Regions from separate parts of the Sus scrofa genome. Here region 2 is linked to region 1. Evidence: chromatin contacts called from public Hi-C data. All regions are on one chromosome and are shown on one strand. The core of a region is the stretch at or near the end of the contact, and the rest is flanking DNA. Distances in the headings are between cores, read along the strand shown. Region 1 has its middle 40 kb from the start of USP7. Region 2 holds the start of USP7 (ubiquitin specific peptidase 7).

Region 1 (5,441 bases), core at 1,645-4,144:
GCTCAGTTTTCACATCTGTGAAGTGGGGATAATTACAGTAGTATCAACCTCATAGGGATGTTTGTAAGGAGTAAATGAATTTCCACATAAAGTGCTTTGTACAGTGCCTGGCACATAGCAAATGCTCAATATATGATGTTGCGGTTGCCATAAGTTAGGATTCTTCGGTTCTAAGCAGCATACTTTACTCTGATTACATTAAGAAAAGAAAAGGCATTTGTTGGAAAAGAGAGGATGGATCAGAGAATCGAAGGAAAAGCTGAACAAGCCAGACCCCAGCAAGGGACAAGAGCAGCCTTGGGATCCAAGAGGCAGGATCCAAAGGTCTCTCCAGGCCCTGCTGTGGGCTGGGCAGGCTCCGAGGTTCAGATTCCAAGACAGCTCTAGTTCCAGCACATTCTTACCCTTTGGTATCCTGATCAACATCCCCAGCCAAGCTGCAAGTTGCCAGGAAAGAGGTTTCTTTTTTGTTGTTGTTGTTTTGTTTTGTTATGCTGCCACACTCGCAGCATATGGAGGTTCCCACACTAGGGGTTGCATCAGAGCTGTAGCCGCTGGTCTATACCGCAGCCACAGCAATCCCATATCCGAGCTGTGTCTGCCATCTACACCACAGCTCACGGCAATGCAGGATCCTTAGCCCACTGAGCAAGGCCAGGGATCGAACCTATGTCCTCATGTATACTAGTCAGATTCGTTTCTGCTGAGCCATGATGGGAACTCCAGAAAGAGTTTCCTTTTCAAGGGTTGTGGTTGGGAGATGAGTCCAGATGATACTTGGGTCTGGGCATCACTCAAGCCATCCAACAGCTTTGCTGAAGATCTTCCCTGTGGGTGGAGGAAGCCCTCAGCGGAGCACATGGCTTGACAAGCACAGGAGGGACCAAGGTTCATCCTCCAGGTGCCTCCTTGCTTGGCAACCCTTGAGCAGTACGGAACCTGCTTAACTCTCCATGGCCACCCTATATCCTCTAGCAGCCGCACAGAGAGATGGGGAGAAAGATGCTGTGTGCTTAGGACTGAGCTCTGAAGCTGCCACAGTCCATGGAGTGGTCCAGGAGCAGAGGAAGTCAGGCCAGAGAGAGAAAGAATGAATGCAACCTGCAGAGAGAAACAGAGCTGAAAGAGTCTCTCTCGCTCTTTTTTTTTTTTTTTTTTTTTCCTTTTTTGGCCACACATGGAGTTCCTGGGCCAGGGATCAGATCTGGGCCCTAGTTGCCACCTAAGCTGCCGCTGTGGCAATGCCAGACCCTTAGCCCACTGTGCCAGATTGGGGATCAAACCTGCGTCCCAGGGACTTCCCGTTGTGGCACAGTGGTTAACAAATCTGACTAGGAATCATGAGGTTGTGGGTTCGATCCCTGCCCTTGCTCAGTGGGTTAAGGATCCGGCGTTGCTGTGAGTTGTGGTGTAGGTCGCAGACGCGGCTCGGATCCCGCGTTGCTGTGGCTCTGGCGTAGGCCGGCGGCTACAGCTCCAATCAGACCCCTAGCCTGGGAACCTCCATATGCCGTGGGAAGCGGCCCTAGAAAAGGCAAAAAGACAAAAAAACAAACAAAACAAAACAAAACAAAAACTACGTCCCAGTGCTCCAGAGATGCTGCTGATCCGTTACTGCCACAGTGGGAAACTCTGAGCCAAGAGACTCTTGAAATGCCAATCCAGTCTGTGTTGCTGATGGCTTTCCATTTCTGGACCCTCCTGAGGCCTTCAGACTCTATGAGTCGCTCCCTTCCCTTGTTGCAAACCGTCCTTTCTGCTGAAGCTGGCTGCATCCCTGCCCCAGCTGAATCCTGACAATGGAGAAAGCATTTGGTTACAGCTGTCATTCTCCCAGTTGACAGGGAGACATTTTTGCCAAACACCATTGGGAGGTGAGATTCCGATTATATACAGCTTACAAAGGGGAGTGGTGTGGTGGTGCTGGAATCCCTGGAGGTAACGATGAGAAATGACGTTGGATTCCCTTGCAGTTGCTGGATGAGAATATACCCACCTCCACCCCCCTGAACTGTCGCTATTCTAGGAAAGCAGCTCTGGTGGCACCAAAAGTAACTTCCACCAGGAGGAGCCTCTGTAGGTATTTTAAAAGAAATCCCTTTGATGAACCCTAAAAGAGTCCTGCTAGACAGTCTGACTGCACATCTTTCCCATTTTTTCTGGGTCACAAAGCCCAAGATGATGAGTCCATACGCAGCGTCACAATACATGTGGTACTTTCTCCTTACCCCGTAACACAGCCGGGCATGTGGGGTAGGATTATGTTATATCAGGTCCGTGATTTCTTTCCTTCTCTCTCTCTCTATCTTTCTTTTTTTTTTTTTTTTTTTTTTTTTGGCTTTTCCAGGGACGCACCAGAGACATATGGAGGTACCCAGGCTAGGGGCTGAATCGGAGCCGTAGCCACTGGCCTACCCCACAGCAATGTGAGATCCGAGCCCTGTCTGTGACCCACAGCTCATGGCAACGCTGGATCCTTAACCCACTGAGGGAGGCCAGGGGTCGAACCTACAACCTCATGGTTCCTACTCGGATTCGTTAACCACTGAGCCAGGACAGGAACTCCAGGTCCGTGATTTCCTAATACTGATTGATCTGCTGTACAAACAGGGTAACCTTGTGTAAACTGAAATAACCCCTCTCCGGGTCACAGTACCCTCAGTGATAACATGACAGGGATGGAGCGGATGGTTGCAGTTCCTCAGTGTAACACACTGTGCAGTTAACCATTATATGGTCCCACTTCTCTTTCTCCAAGTTCCTCTGGGAGAAGTTCCTCTGGTCCTGGGTTGCCCTCCCCTTCTTCTCTCCCTGTGGCTCAGGCAGGTCAGAGTAGACCATTCTCCTGGCCACTGGATTGGCTCATGACAGAGGCATGTGACCTACGTTGGGCCAATCAGAACCTCCTCTAAAATGGATTGACAGACGTTGGGAGGCAAAAATTCTCCTTCTAATGGAAGGGCTGAACTGGAGGTCTGAAGCCACCCGAGGTCATTGTTTCTGCCACCCGGCAAGAATATCTATGCAAAATAAGGCCAAGCAGCAACTGACAGCACAGAGAGAGAAAAGGAAAGAGAAAGTGAAAGCTCTTGCCCACCCCTGAAATTCCCAGCGATTTTCACTCATCAGTTACCTTCTAGCTACGTTTGGGTTTGCACTCAAAGGAAAAAGTCACATATGTGGGGCCTCCACTTTATTCTGGAGAGCCCCCCACTTAAGGGAAAAAAGTTTAATTACAGTTATAATATTGTTAGGAAACAAACAGCAGGCCAGATTTGCTTCAAATGCTGCAGTTTGCTAATCTCTGATGTAATGCATCGAAGGGGGACATATGACTTGTAACAACAATGCCTTAAACACTCACTTTACACTTAGGAAGGGCTGAAAAACCGAGGCTTCAGGACCCTCACATCCACTTAGGATCAGTCATTTCATTTGTTTGCGTCTCTTATTTTTTTCCAGGATGATATACCAGATTAAACTCAAGCACTGCCTCAAGACTGCATTAGAGTCTTTTTGTCTACAAGGCACCTGACAGCTGGCAAACGGTTAAGAATATTTATACTGTCTCCTTTAACCGTACCAAAAAAAAAAAAAAAATCCTGCCAGGACTCTCTGTTCTCTCCTTCAGAGCAGTTCTAAGCTCTGAATTCTTCTCCCACTAACAACACAGATAAGCTTAATAATAGGTGTGAGGCACTGTGTTAAGTGCTTTAAAGACAGTTTCTTATTTAATCTTCTCCATAACCCTGGGAGGCAGTGTGGGGGGTCACTGCTGATTGCCTACTCGGCATCCAGTCTGCCTTTTCTTGAAATCCGGAAAGGCATGTAGCACAAGTGACTGAAGGCCAGCCAATCCCATCCCCAGCCCCAGGACTGGGCTCTGATTGGTCTAAACTTGATAATCCCATTTCATTGCCTGTGATTGGCTCAGGTTTCCAGGCCCAAGCCAATCAGCTTTAGGCATTCCCCAGTGAATGGGTTCTCAGTCCAAGGGTGGGTATGACACCTAAATTTGACTGACTAGGCTGAAAGAAAGAAGTTATCCCATGATCAAGAGGTGCCTCTCTAGTGCTCATTGGATGTGACCAAAAAGGCAAACGACTTCAATTACCATGAGAAGCCAGAGACATCAAATAACCACAAAAGAAACTCAACCACAGCCTGAAGCTGAATCCCAGATAGAAAGATGGAGAGTTTCTAGGTCCTTGATACCAGATTCAGCTTTTGGATTAACCATTCCTGAAGGCCACACTGGGCTTCTGGCTTTTTTTTCCTTTTTTTTCCTTTTTTTTTTTTTTTTGCTTTTTTAGGGCCCCACCCAAGGCATATGGAGGTTCCCAGGCTAGGGGTCTAATCAGAGCTACAACAGCTAGCCTATGCCACAGCCACAGCCAGATCTGAGCCTCGTCTGAGACCTACACCACAGCTCACGGCAACGCCAGATCCTTAACCCACTGAGCGAGGCCAGGGATCGAACCAGAAACCTCATGGTTCCTAGTGGGATCTATTTCTGCTGCGCCACGATGAGAACTCTATCTCTGGCATTTTTGCTATTCAAGATGATATATTTCCTTATGGTTGACATAAATTTCCATTCCTTACAGCTCAAAGATCTCTGTGATGCATGTAGATGTTTACCTTCATTTTACATTTGAGAGGACTGAATTCAGAGATGTTATGTAATGCAAATGAGTCGCTCAGCTAGTAAGTGGCAGGTGTGGGTCTGTCTCACTTCCCATGCCTTTAATCACACCGGTGTGAGGATTAGCTGGTGCCCCCATGCCCAGTTGGCCCCTTTTCTGTAATGCAAGTAAAGACAACAACAGCAATAATAATGGTAGTTAATACTCGTCGAATGTGTACTATTATATGCCCGGTACTGTTCAAAGTAATTCACCGGCATTCATTCTTGTAATAAGTTACCACTGTCCCCATTTAACAGATGAGGAAACTGAGGCACAGGGGCTTAAGCAACTTGTCCAAGGTCACATAACAAAGTTCCAAATGTAAATGCTCCTACCCACTATACTAAACAGAAAACATGCATTTCTGTACTGACTTCAGTTGGCTGAGCCTAGAAACTTGTTGCCATAGACCCCGCCACATTCTAACATCTTAGGTTGCTTCACTTATTGGCAAAATCAGCCTAGTTCCTTTAGGTATTAGAGCTCCCAAACCTTGGGGCATAGCAGGGAGGTGAAAAAGAATGGGCATGATTTTTTTGTGTCCATTTCTTTCCTGGCTTATTTTTCTTGCTGGCTAACTTTTTCCAGTTTGCTTTTGCATCTGCACTGCCACCCACTACCTTATGTTACGACTTTAAATGAATTGCATTCTTGGAACATTCACCTCCTGTCTGAAGCTCAGGAAACCCAGCTGGCAAGGGGTTCATCTCCTAATTGTTTCTTCTTGCACATCATTAACTTAGGAGCTAAAAC
Region 2 (5,441 bases), core at 1,664-4,163, 40 kb before region 1:
GGGAGCTCAGCGCAGAGCAGACTACCAGCTCCCAAGTACAAGCCCCTCGGGCAGCCCCTGGGCCTGCACGGCCTCTCCCCTGAGTGAGACGGTGAATAAACCGCCAAGCAAAGCCATTCCTGCCCAGGCCCACTATTGCCACCGCCTCCACACCTGAGAATGTGCCACCGACAGCACACAGGCAGGAAGCACGTGGGCCCGACCCCACTGAACTGCCAACAAACGTACCCACCTCTTCCCTCTCTGCTCTTCACCCCGAATAACTTTCCTGAGGGCTCAAAACAAGACATTTTTAAAATAACTAATCCTGCGCTCTGTTATTCTCCGGCAGATAGGCAGGGGCCGCCCCTACAAAGCAGAGCAGGAAAGCAAACTGACCTGCTGAGAGGGAATAACCGCCGACCAAACCAGTCTCCCAGGCTCCTCCGAAACCACCCTGCCCAGAAGGGGCGGGCTAGATGCTCCTCTTGAGGAAGCCGCCCCTCCCCAAGCTGGTCAGAACCCTGACAGCTTCCAGCTGCTGAGTGGGGAGGATTCAGGGCGAACAGCAAACAGGTGCGAGTCACTCGCAGCGCCGGGCACGCAGGCCAACCAGAGCCGCCGGTCCCCAAAATCCCACCCTTCCTGCTCCGTAATAGGAAGGAGTCTTTCACTCTTTCTCATCTAAAATACAATATATGTCAACCTAGCAGCACATGCGAGGAGAGGGAAGGCTAGGAAAGGCTGAAAAGCTTGTAGACCGCCTAAGACTCGGGCAGCTTTTTAAACGGCACACCTGTGGGGGCTCGACTACAAGCCCTTCAAAGACATGGTAGCTTCTAGTTAAGGCCCATCCAAAAGAAACAAGACTTCAGTTTAAGGAATCATTAGTAATAAGCTACAATCTTTGCAATCCAGTTTGAGATGGCAGTAAATTTGCAGACTCATGACTTTATGGGTGACTTTCCAATGCCATTTTTGATATGAAAATAAAAAACTCCATGAGAAAAGAAACCAGTTGTGAACACATGCCCGGACTGAAAATTCTTCCCCCATTCAATCCTCTCTAGTCTTAAAAAAGTCCTTGAAACTTGTGGCCATGATTATTTCCCAAAGACCCAGTTCGGTGCCAGAAATGCACTCTGCGGAGAGGCCCGTGCTTATACTATCACTAGTGTTCAAAACCAGTGGCAGGACGACTTACATGGGACATGGCGTAGGCCAGCCTAGCGCTACTGGATTTTTGTCTTGATGAGTGGTATTTGAAAAGGAAACTGAAAAGCAGCCCTCTTTTGGCCTAAAGGAATATACAGAATACTCTCAGCACGTACTCCTTCAGCTAGTTGGTTTAATGGCATATGACAAAAGCTCCACCAAGTTACTGCCTCGCTGGGGCCAAGAGAAATAGACAGCCAGTTCTTGGCGTGAGCTTGGCTCTCCTGCCCCCCATTCCTCACCACTGTAAGGACAAGTGGGAAGTGCCTTCTGCAGGCACCTCCACTTTACCTCCTGCAATCGGGCAGGGCATCCCCCGCCCCCCCATTTTCATACTCATGGGAACACCAGTCAAAGTGTTCTTGCCAACCAGGGTGCAGCGCCCCGCACGTGTAGCCACCCCAAAGGACAAATGCTGCTTTACCTGAGCTTCCTTAGCGCCCCACACACTTACGCAACCCAAGATCTCTTGCTCAAAGCAGAACAGGAACATTCAACGCCCCATTCACCCAGGTGCCCCCTTTTAACTCCTGCCTGTCGGCCCTCCTAGAAATGGGTAAAAATTCTCTTTTAAGGCTCCCTAGACTTTGCCCTTTGAAATACGTGGGGCCATGACAAACAGATGCCTTCCAGTGACCACCTCTGCTTGAGCCTGTAAGCCCAAGACCCTTTCCTATCCAGGGCCTCTACATCAAACCTTCATTACCAAGACCTAGTATCTCAAAAGTGCGGTACCCTGGAAAGCTGCTGGCACAGGGGCAGAAAATTAAAAGTTACCTTCGGAGTCGAGCTGAATTCGGATATAGGTAGTTGGGGGGAGGGGAGCTTTCACGTAGTTTCAAACCCACACCTGGCCCGAGGCTGACTGCACCAACAGCCAGGTACCAAACTCCCTGAAAAACAGGTAACTCTGAAACGAAGAGCGCCTGGCTCAGAACTCTGGGCCCGTCGGGAGGCTGACAACATCCGCGTCCCTTGCAGGTGTTTCAAAATGAAGCCCAACGCTAGCAAGTGCTGTTACAGAGCGATCGACCCGGGAACCGCTTCGAAGCCCCGGGGGGCTCTCCGGGGGAGCGCACGGGAGCAGGTGGGGGCGAGGCCCGAGCCCAGGGAGGTTTCCAGGGCCCCGACCCTCCCGGCCAGAGCCAGGCCCCCGCGACGTCCCGTCAGTGGCACGGTCCCCGGAACCCGGTTCCCGACCCCGGCGCGCGGCGGCCGCCAGCAGCCCCCAAAGCCCTGCGTCCCTCCGCGGCCGGAGCGCCCTCATTTACAACTCTGGGCTCTGGGCGCTTTGTGCCGGCGAGGCCGCCCGGGTCCCGCGGGCCGGACAATGCGCCAGGCGGGGGGCCGGCGGCCGCCCCCCGCCCGCGGGCCCGGCATGACGGTGCAGCCTCGCCCCGGCCGGGCCGACCGGGTCGGGACGGCCAGGCCGAGGCCCGCGGCCGCCCGGGGCCTGGTTAAAGATGGCGAGCCCCTCGCGTGGCTCCTGCGGCTCCCCCCGGCTACAATGGAAGGCGCTCCCGGCCCCGCCGCGGCCAGCCCGCGGGGCTCACCTTCCATCTCCATGTCCTCGGGCTCGCTGAGCTGCTGCTCGCCCGCTTTCTGCTGCTGCTGCTGCTGTTGCTGGTGGTTCATGTCGGCCGCGGCCTGGGCCTCGCCTGCGGCCGGGAGCCCGGGCTGCGGGCCCGGCGGGCGGGCGGCGGCGGCGAGCCGGGGCGGCGGCGGCGGCGGCGGCGGCGGGGCGGCCTCCTCCTCCTCCTCCCGCGCGTCGTCGGCAGCGGCGGCCCCGGGGCGGCCCGCGGCGGGCGGCGGCGGCAGGGAGACGCGCACGTACTTGCTCGCGATTCGCCCAATCTCGGCGCCGAGGCGGGCGGGCGGCCGGCGGGCCTGGCCGGGCGGCCTCCTCGCTCGCTGCGGCCGCCGCCGCCGCCGCCGCCGCCGCGGGGCCCGCCTCCCGCCGCCGGGGCCGGGGCTGCGGGGCCGCGGGCCGGCCGGGGGCGGAGGGCGGCCGGGCGGGGGCCGCGGAGTCAGCCCCGCCTCGGGCCGGGCGCGGCGGGCGAGAGGCCTGGCCGGCCGCGGCGGGCCTGCGGGGCCTGGGGCTGGCGGGAGCGGCGGCGGCGCGGGCGGGCGACGGACCAGCCGCGCTCGGGGCTCTGCGGCCTCCGCCTCCTCGGCGTCGTCGTCGGGACTCCGGCAGCGGACGCGGCGCCCGGCGGCTCGACTCGGCTCGCTCTCAAAATGGCGGCGGCGTGAAATGTCACATCCGCATGGGGGGCCCGAGAGCGAGCGAGCGAGCGAGCGAGGAGAGCGGGCGGGCGGCGCAGGGAGCGGGCGGGCGAGCTCCGAGCTGGAGGGCGGAGCGGGAGCGGGAGGGCGGAGCGGGGAGGCGGTGCAGGGAGCGGCCCGCCCGCCGCCGCCGCCTGGGCCCGCCCGCCCGCCGGCCCGCCTGCCCCGGCCCGCAGCGCCGCGCCCCCCGCGCCCCGCGCCGCCCGGCCCGTCTCGGCCTCTCGCCGGGCGCCCGCCCTCGGTGCCCGCCCGAGCCTCGCGGCGCGGCCGGGCCCGGTGCGCTCCGATGTGGGCGACGGGTCCCCCAGCCCTCGGGGGGCGAGTGGCCCAGCATCTGCCCCGCCCGGGCATCTGGTCACCCGGAAAGCCCGCGCGAGTGGCCGTCGGGGCAGGGCCCGAAACCCTGCCCCGCAGCCGTGTGACCCAGGGCAGGTAGCTGATACCGCCCGGCGCCTCTTTAGAAGAGGGCCCGGGTAGGAGCGAGCGGTCAGCACCGATCAGCACTCGCTGGCACTCCTACCATTTACCCCCGTTAACCGGCCTGCAACTTACTCACCCTGCACCTCTCGTGGGAGCACTTTTCTCACTATTGCCCAAACCAGAAACCAGATTGGTTTTAGTCCCTCAAAACCAAACTAAAAAGTTCTTCATGTGGCATTCATTGATTCCCTTTCTATCAGCCCGTCCTGGCTAAGACCGTTCACCCAGGGCCTCCTTCATTCTGTCCTGTCTCTTGTGATCCTTGAGACACTGGTGACTAGGGTCTCAACATTCTGAGGATAACCAAGGAAGTGTGGATGGAGAAGAGAATAGAGGAAAAGCACATGCACCTACATATCGGTACCTCTGAGTGACCTTAACTGACCAGGAAATCGTGATTCCTGTCCCACTTTCCATCTCCCGTCTCTCATCCTTGAATCTTTCTCCAGTTTATGCACTGCCCATCTCCCTAGCCACGAAAGAATGTTTTGTTCACTGTGGTATCCCAAATGCCTGGTGCATAGCAAGTACTCAATACATATTTGTGGAAGGAACACAGGATTCAAATGTGGCTAGAGTAGAACCCCACCCCCACCCCCCAAGCATTTCATAGACTTGAACTGGTTTCCCACCAGTGCATTTCTTCCTAGACCAAAGCAGTGGGCAAACTGAGAGAGAAGGAGTTTTTTCCCCAGGAACCAGTCAATCCCAGCCCCTGGGTCACCCCCAGATTCTGAAGAGGCGTTGTTATTCACCCAGATTCTCACAAATGCTAATGAACAGTTCTCAGATGCAAAGGAATCCTTCTCTCCACCTCTAGAGACTTGGGGGAGGGCAAGGACTGCTCTGGCAGAGGAAAGGGTGGCAGGCAGTGATAAACGTGCCTATCACGTTCCACACTGGCCAACCTTATCTTGCTGGGTTCAAAACCAACCCAGGGATTAGTAAAAAGAACACCTTGCATGATGGATACATTAAATGTGGTATCCCCATCCAAGAAGATACTGTTTGGCAATAAAGAAGAATGGATGGGAGTTCCCATCATGGCGCAGTGGAAATAAATCCTACTAGGAACCATGAGGTTTCGGGTTCCATCCTGGTCACAGACCAGGCTCAGATCTGATGTGGCTGTGGCGTAGTGGGCCGGCAGCTGTAGCTCTGATTAGATCCCTAGCCTGTGAACCTTCATATGCCTTGGGTGTGGCCTGAAAAAGCAAAAAAAAAAAAAAAAAGACTGGATGAAGCCTGAAAACAGGCCAGCTGGGTGAAAGAAGCCAGACAGAAAAGACCTTCTACATGATTCCAATTACATGAAATGTACAGAGCAGAAAAATCAATCTATAGAGATGGAAGGGATGAAAATATCCTAAATCTGATTCTGATGATGGTTGCACAACTTGGCAGATATACTAAAAACTATTTAATTGTTCACTTTATTTATTTTTCGTCTTTTTGCCTTTTCTAGGGCTGCTCCTGCGGCA

Evidence for each region. Hi-C and Micro-C count contacts between places; a contact is called where the count stands out from the background.
Region 2: a Hi-C map of fetal liver shows a contact between it and region 1, with 2.4 times the contacts expected there. The contact joins the promoter of USP7 here to the enhancer-like site in region 1. A contact is called at or near these places in 6 of 47 Hi-C or Micro-C datasets (embryonic fibroblasts, epiblast stem cells, fetal liver and 1 more) and 1 of 2 datasets of contacts at active chromatin or transcription factors (alveolar macrophages).

What each region holds. Positions count from the first base shown.
Region 1 is chr3:33,711,859-33,717,299 of Sscrofa11.1, reverse strand. No RefSeq gene overlaps it. Among named protein-coding and RNA genes, the nearest start is that of USP7, 40 kb to the left of the region's middle. Within about 2 kb of position 2,894, at least 30 of the 83 cell types and tissues checked have an H3K27ac peak or open chromatin away from gene starts, as enhancers often do. A contact at or near this core is called in alveolar macrophages, epiblast stem cells, fetal liver and 1 more, where this site is marked.
Region 2 is chr3:33,751,829-33,757,269 of Sscrofa11.1, reverse strand. It overlaps USP7 (ubiquitin specific peptidase 7), which reads right to left and starts at 2,913. Exons shown (of 31, transcript NM_001135680.1): 1 at 2,748-2,913. The coding sequence starts at 2,829.